Regions from separate parts of the Mus musculus genome. Here region 2 is linked to region 1. The links are chromatin contacts, called in public HiChIP or PLAC-seq maps. All regions are on one chromosome and are shown on one strand. Each heading gives the region's core, a stretch centred on a gene start, on an enhancer-like site or on the middle of the called end of the contact. The rest is flanking DNA. Distances are from core to core; before and after follow the strand shown.

Region 1 (5,385 bases), core at 2,171-4,670:
CTTTATAAGTAAATACATTTTAAAACAAAATTTCAGAATGCTTATATGCCAACTTTTTGAGGTTTTAGACCTCTGCGATTGTTCAGGAACTCAACACTTGGCATTACAGCATTAAGGAGTATGTCTAAATTATGGCATAAACTCTATGCTAGGAGAGTCTACCTTGTAATTTTGACATTTGTTCACTAGGCTAGGAGACTGAGATTCAAATTGAGAGACTTGCCAAGTCTCCAAGTATTCAATGATGATAAATTCAGCTAATAATAACCTATTGACTATAGTTTTAAATATATCCTTTTTTGACGTGTGTGTGTGTGTGTGTGTGTGTGTGTGTGTGTGTGTGTGTGTGTGTATGTGTCTGTGAATAATTTTATTCCTTTAGAAAAATCATTTAACAGATGCCCCTCTGGTAACTGTCACGTATAAAGAACCCCAGTCATGAAACCCTGACAGGCAGCCTCTGCCCAGAGGCTCCTCTATATGGAAAGAGTAAACCAGAGGATGCCTGTTGGTGTGTAATGAAGGTGGATTCAGGAGTCCAAGGAGAGACAGAGTTGATTGGGAAAGACGCTGTCTAGCTGATCGGCCTCTTGTTCACAGGACTGGAGCTGATTTCCAGGTCTTCTTAGGGCATGGTTATAATAGTGATCCAACAGGTCCCCTGGACTTATCTCTGACAGATTCCATTCATTAACTCTACAAGATGAGTCAAATGCATGCTGTGAGCTGCACAATCTTCTAGAGGTTTGTGATACAGGAGTGAAGAGAGAAGTAATCATTTCTTCCTTTCTAACAACTAAGCTTTAGCGGGAAGACAGATAACAACCAAATGGAAATTGTAAAATTTTATGGAGGGCATTTGAAGCCCTGAGAGCAGTTGGTGCAGAGGCCCAGGAGTTGGAGGGAAGAATTTCTTGTTTTCACTTTAAGAATGAGATAGGGACCAGAGAGGTTCCTCAGCAGTGCAAACATTTGCTTGTGAAAAGACACAGGTTCAGTTATCAGCACCCACATGGCTATAGACACTGCATGCATGTAGTGTACACACATATATACTCATGTAGACACATCAAATAACAATTTTTAAAAGAAGGAGATACAATATACACAGTACTAAAGTTTCCTCCTCTATCACCTTCATGTCTTTGCCATATAATGTCATGCCATCCCCTGGAGAAAAGCACTCACTGCCGTGCATCTTCATAGCATCAGTAAGGATCATGGCTCAGTTTAAGCAGCTGGTATACACTGAGAGACCAAAGGAGGGCAGGCTCTGGAACCGATCGGTTAGTGAAGAGGTTCAAGGTAGCTCTGTTAGGATGGCTCCAAGCCAAGCAAGAACCCAGGCATCTCTTGAAGGTGGAACAATCCATGTGTTACCACCACCAGGAGTCCAATGCCAGGCACTGAAGAATACATAGAACAAATGAAGCTCCCACCCTCAGGAGACCCAGAGCTGAGGACACCATAGCCCGGGTGTACAGGATGGTTCTGAGGCGTACAGGACGGCTCTCTCGCAGGCTTACAGGATGGCTCTTTATTCTGTTTTTTTGTTTTTGTTTTTGTTTATTTGTTTTGTTTTTAAAAGTCTATCTAGCCTGACTAATGAGGCTATTTATTGACATTTGAACAAGAGCCTCCTCTTCTCAGGGCGTCCATTCTCTCCTTATAGTCCTAGCTGAGTTTTATTCACATGTAAATTCCCTGAGGGACAGGGATAATTCCCACTGTCACTGTTTGCCCAGGTCCCAAGCATGACTCTTGGAATCCCCTGGAACCTGACAGAAGAAAGGCTTACATGCCAGTCTAGCCACACGTGTGAATTCAGACTTATACAGTGCCTTCTTGCCTTGTTGCTGGTTAGAAAGACTGGAAATGTATGGGGACATGAGAAGAGAGAGGAGTCCCTCACAGAGGAACCTGGCCAGTAGAGAAACAAGAATTTTAGCACGACTAACAGCTACTTAAGTCCTGCATTCCTTCCTAGGAATTCCCTTCAGGTATCCCAGCAGAAAGGCCATTTACAGGGAGAGTACATGTTCTAAACCCGTTGTGCAAACCTAGTTAGTTTTGCTTTTACCTTATCTTGTAATTCTTGATCCATCTCACTTGTCACATTGAGAGAAAGAGAGAGAGAGAGGAAATGGTTTCTTAGTCACTGAGAGGTAGCTTGAGAGCCACTGAAATAACATGTATGAGTTGGATATATTATAAATAGATGCACTTGGATATGTCTTTCTTTATGATTGCCTCTTATTCTCCTAACCCTTATGCTTAAAATCTGGATTATGTTATCTTTAATGGAAACTCCCAACTCTACTAGGCTTGATATTGTTATATTATTATTATTATTATTATTATTATTATTATTATTATTATTATTATTATTATTATTGTTATATCACTATTTCATTTGAGCCATGAATCCCACTTTGGCCTGAGTCAAGGTCCTTGAAGATTAGGGGGCTCCTCAGGCGGCTCAGAATGGTGGTGTGTATGCCTCTGAGTCTCTCTGTCCTCTCATAACTCAACAGCCCATTTGGCTGTTGTCTACCTGATCAGGGCTCCTGCCCTCCTAAGCCTGTTAACACAAGCACCTTCAAGTTCTCCAAGGGAAGGTATAATTATTGTAGGATTTAATAACTTTTAAAAGTTTTCCCCACAACATAGGCTGTTTTGAAGAAGAGTCAGTAGAGAAAACAAACAAACAAACAAACAAAAAAACTAAAGTTGTCCACTGACCTTTTGACACCTCTTGTGAACATGGTATAATTTATACCTCACATAATATTCTTTTACCAAAGAATCCTCTAATAAGGTCTGAGCTTAGCTACTTTGCAGTTTGTCACCAGAAGCAAATGATACAGATTTTGTGTGTTGTGTGTTTTCTTAATAAAATCCTATATCTATGTTTGTGCCTCCTTAGGTTAGTTTTCTATCAGTACAATAGCAAGTCACCACAAACTCTAAGACAGAAGATAACACACATTATCTATTTTCTCTCAGCTGTAGACTGGAGTCTGACCAATGGGTCTCATTGGGCTGGCAGAACCAGGTTCCTTTCTGAAAGCTTTAGTCTAGAAGACAATGTCTTCTTGCTTTTCCTGTGTCAGACATCATCTGCATGGCTAACTCCTAGAACTCTTTCCCCATGTTCAAAACCCACATGTCTATGTGACCTCCTTCATCATTGTCTTTTTTTAAATATGGCAGAGATCGATCTGGGTCTGCCTGAATAATCCAGGTGATTTTTGCTTGTATGTGACCAAGTATCCTAAGTCACATTTTCAAAGTCTCTTTGTCCTGTGTGGTGGTTTGAATGAAAGTGTCCCCATAAGTTCATAGGAAGGGGCGCTAATAGGAAGTAGGCATGGCCTTGTTGGAGGAAGTGTGTCACTGGATGGGGGAGGGAGGGAGGAGGAGAGTTGGCTTTGAGGTTTCAAAGCTCTAGACAGGCCCAGTGGCTCACTCTCTCTTCCTGCTGCATACTGATTCAGATGTAAAATTTTCAGTTCCCTCTCCAGCTTCACATCTGTCTGCAGGCCACCATGCTTCCCACCGTGATGAAATGGACTAAACTTCTGAACTGTAAGCCAGCCCCAATGAAATGCTTTCCTTTATAAGAGTTGCCATGGCCAAGATCCTAAGACAGCATGGAAGATGGCATAGTCAGATTCCAGGGGTGATGACATGGATATTTTAAGGCCCTTATTTTGTTTACCTACCTACCTTTCTCTAAAAGCTAATGTGAAATAAAACTGGATACCTATAAATTCTGTGCAGATATCTTTCTGCTTCTAGTTTCAATATATATGCATGTCTCTGTAAATAAAGAAAAAAGTCCTCATTTTACACTTCAAATAAAGAGAAAAAAATTTAATTTTGACTCTAAGGCGCTTCTCTTCCATCATTCTCATTTCTCCCTCCCTCCTTTCCTTTCTGCCTCTTAAAGAAAGAGAAGCGATGTGACTAGCCGGGTGTGTGGTTACCCAGTTTTTCTTCTTTTCTGCTGGTAACAAAGGTAAGCGACCTTTCCACTTCTACTTCTCTTGTACCCTAGTAGAGTTAGCATCCAGACCTGCCTGACTCAGGGGTGAATACAAGAACTCTCCAGTGAGCAGTTTCCTGCTGTGCATGAAACCTAAGTTAATCAGGTCTCTTCCTTGCAATGTTTTCTCTTCTCTATGAATCACAGCTGCCAGTCTCCACACTACAGCTTAGACTGAGATGGTCCTGAACCTGGGAATGGTAATCCCAATGGGTTGCCTAGCTCGTGTCAGGGTGGGCTTAGATCTTGTTTGACTTGCAGCCATGCAGATTTCTAGTCAATAAATCTATTGTTAACCTAACCTAGTTTAAGTATTGTTTCTTGCTCTGAATGGTGGTATACACTTTTAGTCCAAGCACTCAGGCAGGTGGATCTCTGACTTTGAGGCCAGAATTGTTTCTTGCAAATAAGAATGGTCTCAACTCATACCAGTTCTTCTCCTTCTCCCAACCATACCTGTTCCTAGGTTTCTCCATGATTTTGCTAATTCATCAAATTCTAATCTAAAATCAGGGATATCTGTTGTGGAAAGAAAGACCAAGAAATTGGCCTTTCTGACATTGCTTATGCTAATTCATGGGAACACACTGGAAATTTTCACTCCACATTATACTGTTTGTTTTTGGATTACACAATTCAGCTAATTAGAGAGGTTTACATACAGATGCTGGCAATCCTGTTAGTACAATGGCGGCACGATTGACATCTGAATACTTAATTTGTTTCTATGACCAAATTTCTGGAGTAAAAGTAAAATCTTTAAAATGAAATATTTTCATTTTTACTTTGCTTCTGGAACTAATGTATTCTCAACGAAATCTTCAAAGCCAATTTATTCTAAATTCAAATCACTCAGTGCATCGTAGTTTGCAAAGTTCAGTAGGCTGTATAAAAACATTCTAGCCACAGCTCCCCCACAATACTCTGATTCAAGCACATATACAGTTTCACTTTGTAATCTGTCTGCTCATGAGCATAGTTCTGAGACTCAGAAAACTGCTTATATTTTCCAGGTCTATGAGTAGAGGCCTGACATGTACTTCCAATGAGAGAAAAGTGCAGCTCTTTGGGGGAGGGGTTAGAAGAATGCCTTCTGGCTTCTAAGGCCAGTAGGCTTATAAGGTCGGTCAGCCTCTCTATTTATGTTAAGAATGCAGTCCAGCCAGTTTTTAAGCCAAGTTTACTGAGCAGTAGGTCTGCTCTGTCTTTGTGAAATCATCACAGCAGTGCTCCCTCTTGCTCTGGAAATATTAAAGCATAAAGCAAGTGTAGCAGGTTGCTAAGGAGCCCGCAGCATCACGTGTTGCAGAACTCAACTGAGGCTTCAACCCCTTTGC
Region 2 (5,045 bases), core at 30-2,529, 410 kb after region 1:
AATTTTGAAAATATGTTGTTTTCCATTTGCCTTCACTCCAATGTGTAATATAGATATCCTTTGAATGAATATGCATGCTCTTTGATTCTCCAAGATTTTCATTGAAGGAGCATTTAAAAGGCTGAAAGATTCCTTTGTACTATGAGAGCTATAACTTAGCTATGCTCTGCATTAATTAGGCTTATCTGGAGAACATATACTATTTTCATCACATATTTTCAATAAGAATAAAATCATACTGACAATCCAGTAATTTATAAATTCACGGGTGGGACATACTTTGGGCCCTAGGAAGATGGCCAATCTTGTCACCCATTGTTGTGGGCCACACTGCATTTGTCATTGTGTGTGCCACACTGCACATGTTGTTGATGAAATGTCTAACCTGAGTTACTCAGAAAAGTTACTTTGGACTAAGAGAAAAGTCAGTGTCTTTTGTGACCTTTTCCTGTTTTACATCTTACACAAAAATTAATAAAAGTAAATAGTTATGTATTAATTTATTAATTTAATTTTTACCTGCTGTGTTCCCAAGTGCTGTAGTGCTGTAGCAGAAAAGTGCATCTAGAAATAGAGTGTCTTTCTTTTGTTACACATTCTTATATACACATACACACACACACAATTGTTGCATCTGATAGAAATTATCTGTAGGGTCTTGGTTAATGTCATAATCATTTCAGTTTCTTTTGTGTTTTCTGTCTCATCATCCATGTGGATACTAGAGACCCTTGAAGAAGCCCTGTCCTACCATGCACAAGTGTCATATATCTGATCCTCTGGGATCATGTGTGGCAGTTTCATGGCCATTTTGGGTGTGCCAGCATTTGAATGTGGAGTGAGATTTAACACACCCTGCTCGATGGTAGACAAGGCTTCTACGTTATGTAAACACTGAATGTCAAACCTGGGTCTTTGAGAAGTTGGGATAAAATAAAACCTATTGAGGTTAAAGTAGATTTATTATGAGTTGGGGTTCCCATTGCCAATATCCAGAAAAAGACTAAGGAGATTTGAAGGAATTGGTTTTCTTAAGGGTTAACAGACATGGTAGTTTTAATTTATTCAATATTGAGGGACTAGTCATGAAGGAGACTCAATTGACTGAAAATTAAATACCTGGACTGAAATTAATAGTTTGTAATTCAGTTCTTCCATATATATGTATACGTATGTATGTGTGTATGTGTGTATGTATGCATGTATGTATGTATGCATGTATTATACACTATGCATAGTCTGTATCATCTCTCTTTAAGCGCATTAAGCATTTAAACATCATGCCACTAGGTGTCAGCAGTAATCTCCTAGGGTTTCCGTGACCCTTGTCACAAAAAGGAACTTTATTAGAACATCATATTTGAAAACAACACTTATCTCATAATTTTAATGAAATATAAAAGTAGAATTGTAAAGATATAAAGTCTTATGAGATTATTTTATGCTTGTTTCTGCTCAAAGTTACTGTACCCTTCCTCTTGGTGTTTCTTATTTCAATATACTTGTAAGGTCTGCACATCTTCTCAGAAAGTGTACTTGATGTTACACCCTCCATTTCCACAGGTGTGCCCTGTGGTGCATACATTATGTATTGCATAAGCATTGGCTCTTTGGATTTTTATTTTCATTGTCATTGCAGATGTGTGTTTTGTAGCTACCAAATCTCAGAAGAGAGTGTGGCATTAATTTTTGAATACCAATACCTGTACCCTGCTCATTTACTAATGCCTAAGATATTCAGAATCTGTTTTGTTATTGCATGGAACTCAGAACATTTAGGAAGACAACACACTAATTGTGAATGCTTTCTCACCAATTGACAAAACAGCATGGAGATAGGAAAACTATATGTTCTGTGAATTGCAATCCACAATTTAGGCCTTAACAAGGTAGGTAAATATTTATAGACGTTAATAACAAACTATAGCTTGTCAGTGTTCAATGGATGGAATTTATTTGTTGATGCAGTTCTTATCTGGTTAGATTACTTCACATTAGGAGGACTCAGTCTAATCTTTTGGATTTTTGGTGCTAGGATCCTATCCTGAATGACTGTCTATCAACCAAATACCAAGCAGTTTTTATAAATAGTAAAAAAAAAAATAGACTTCTTTCCATCTCTCTTGTTCAGAAAATTTTTGATGTAAGTTGCATTTAAAAACATTTCAACAAAGGCTGTTAAAAGAATATAAAGAGAATTTCTCCCTCAAAGAAAATTCTAACAATGACTCTTCTAATATAAAGTTGCCTCTGCTTCATCCTGAAGTTATTCATTTGTGAGTTTTTAATTTAACTTGTAAGAGAAACATCAAGTTTACTGGAGTTTCGTATCCATTTTAGTAGTAGTAGAAGACTGTGCCGAGATTTTCCCCAACACCGAGGCTGTTAGTTTTAATTATATTCACAGGTGATGAAATCATGCTCCAATTATTTGACCCATGAAATGACCCCACCAGGACTTGATACAGGGGGCAAGTGCTGTGGATACATGAGAAGCACATCATTAGCCAACCTTGAACCTGGGGCCGAAGTGTGCAGCTTACTGGCTCTGTAATGGCCCTAAACCGTGATTCCCCTATTTAATCCCTTAAAAGAGGTCATTGCTGAGATCTGATAGGGCATCTATCATCCATCTGTCTGCTCATGACGTAGATGGAATAGAGATACTGCCAATTTCAACCTAGCTCCACAGTATGCTAACTCTTGCTTCATATCCATGTACATATTTCTCCTTTTTAATTGTAACTCATTATTGAGACTGTATGGCTACATCTTTTCTTGTTATGTATGGCAATTTAGTGCATGTATGCAGTATATTATAATTTAATACAATTGATTTCTTCATTCCTCGTTTTTATGTGTTGGGAATTTCATGTCCTGTGGTCATTGTGAAGTGTGTCCTATGATGTTTATTCATTGGTATCTCTACAATGATAAACAAAATTAGGGACTCCTACACCATAGCTGGACTCCGGTGTCTTTATTTGAACTCTGTTCCATCTTAAACCCCTCCTTTCCCAGTCTCTAGTTTTCCCAGAGGACATGTGGTATTTGATTTTCTGTGTCTGGCTTATTTCACATGGAATAATGCCCTCCAATTTCATCCATGTTACTTCAGATGATAGGATATTGGTATTTTTTATGGTGAAAATATGCCATTGTCTCTATTCATGGAAGGACATCTGAGTTTAGTCTAAATTTTGGCTATTGTATACAGGGCTGAAAGGAACAGGGGGCTGCAAGCATGTTTTTGATGTAACAATTTCTATACTCTGTATAGGTAATAGAATTTCTGGTTCATAATGGTAGTTCTGTTTTTGGTTTCCTGATATATTGCCTTCCTGTTTTTCATAGTGTCTATTCTAATTTATATCTCCACCAGTAGCAGATGCACTTGTATTTCTCCACATCCTTGGCCACACCTGTTAATTTCTTTGTGTTTTCTTTTTTTTTTCTTAGATAATTTTCTTTATTTACATTTCAAATGTTATCCCCTTTCCTAGTTTCCCCTCCAAATATCCCCTATCCCCTCCCCCGGCTTTCCAACCCACCCACTCCTGCATCCTGGCCCTGGCATTCCCCTATACTGAGGCATAGAACCTTCCGAGGACCAAGGGCCTCTCCTCTCATTGATGACCAAGTAGTCCATCCTCTGTTACATATGCAGTAAGAGCCATGAGTCCCACCATGTGATTTCTTTGATTGGTGGTTTAGTCCCAGGGAGCTCTAGGGTTACTGGTTAGTTCATATTGTTGTTCCTTCTATGGGACTGCAAACCCCTTTCAGCTCCTTGGTTTCTTTCTCTAGCTCCTCCATTGGGGACCCTGTGCTCCTTCCAATGGATGACTATGAACATCCACTTCTGTACTTGCCAGGCACTGGCCCAGCCTCTCAGGAGACAGCTGTATCCTGTCAGCAAAATCTTGTTGGCATCTGCAAGTGTCTGGGTTTGGTGGTTGTTTATGGGATGTATTGTTAATTTCTTTTTGATGATAGCCATTCTGATTTGGTATGATGCTGTCTCCATCAGGTTTTGATTTCCGTTTCTTTATGCATCTTGCATCTCTTCTCACATTCATTTGACTGTTCATTTACATGGATTAACCCAACAAATTGAAAAGACCAGGCTCTCTTTAGGATGTTCTGTAAATTTAAACACCTCATCAGGCCATTCCAAAAGCACTTTACCGCTGGCCACATCCCAAATTTTTGCAACTTTATTTCTAACCAATTCCTGGATAATATCTTGTAGCTCTCACAACCCTTCTGACGTCACTTGTATATGAAGTACTTGTGTCCACCAATATTTTTAGACTCAGTCACTTGTATTTTTAATCACTTCCTGTACTAATTTTTCCATCAGTAAAATGGGGCAGTAATAACAGGGAAAATGTGTATTCAAAGAATTTGATTTTTCAGTTATATCACATAGAAAATTTGACCTTTCCCATTTTGAGACAGGCTCTCACTATAGCCCATGATGGACTAGAAATCATGAGCTTCCTGTTTTAACCTACTTAATGTTGGAATTCCAGATTCCCACTATGCCCACTTTCAGAATATTTCTTCCTGGCTGAAGGCAAGTTGCATAATCTTCTGTGTTTTATCCTATTTTTTTTCTATAAATCCAGGAAGGAAAAAATAATTTAAAAAATGAGTTTTAAAGCCAGACTATTATTATTAATTTATAATACTTTCTAGAATATAGGAAATGCTTAATATAAGTTAGACAGTGGGCTGGGGTGATAACTCAATTGGCAGAACACTTCCATTGAAAACTCTGACCTGAGTTTGAGATCACGAACCCTTGTAGAAAAATCTGTATGCAGTGGTGCATCTGTGATATCTGAGTACTAGCAAGGCAAGCTGGACCAGATGCATGGTGAGCTGCCAAGTTCCTGAGAAACTCGATCTTCATAGATCCCTGTAAAGATGGACAGTACCCGAGGAATGACATGCACACATATACACAGCACACTCCCGCTTCATCACAAATAATTAATACATAAACAGCCTACATTAATTTCAAACTAGTCTCAGAATTC

The links. HiChIP or PLAC-seq counts read pairs in DNA pulled down with a chosen protein or histone mark.
Region 2: a contact with region 1 is called in a RAD21 HiChIP or PLAC-seq map of pro-B cells, with 12 times the contacts expected there. The contact joins two enhancer-like sites. A contact is called at or near these places in 1 of 15 datasets of contacts at CTCF or cohesin (pro-B cells), 29 of 484 Hi-C or Micro-C datasets (the 63-12 cell line, the C10 cell line, DN2 thymocytes and 19 more) and 1 of 115 datasets of contacts at active chromatin or transcription factors (large pre-B cells).

Annotation. Positions count from the first base shown.
Region 1 is chr8:81,063,536-81,068,920 of GRCm38.p6, forward strand. No RefSeq gene overlaps it. Among named protein-coding and RNA genes, the nearest start is that of Gm9725, 34 kb to the left of the region's middle. Within about 2 kb of position 3,421, at least 4 of the 459 cell types and tissues checked have an H3K27ac peak or open chromatin away from gene starts, as enhancers often do. A contact at or near this core is called in pro-B cells, where this site is marked.
Region 2 is chr8:81,477,577-81,482,621 of GRCm38.p6, forward strand. All of the region lies in intron 2 of Inpp4b (inositol polyphosphate-4-phosphatase, type II), which reads left to right. Among named protein-coding and RNA genes, the nearest start is that of Gm51582, 140 kb to the left of the region's middle. Within about 2 kb of position 1,280, at least 6 of the 459 cell types and tissues checked have an H3K27ac peak or open chromatin away from gene starts, as enhancers often do. A contact at or near this core is called in pro-B cells, where this site is marked.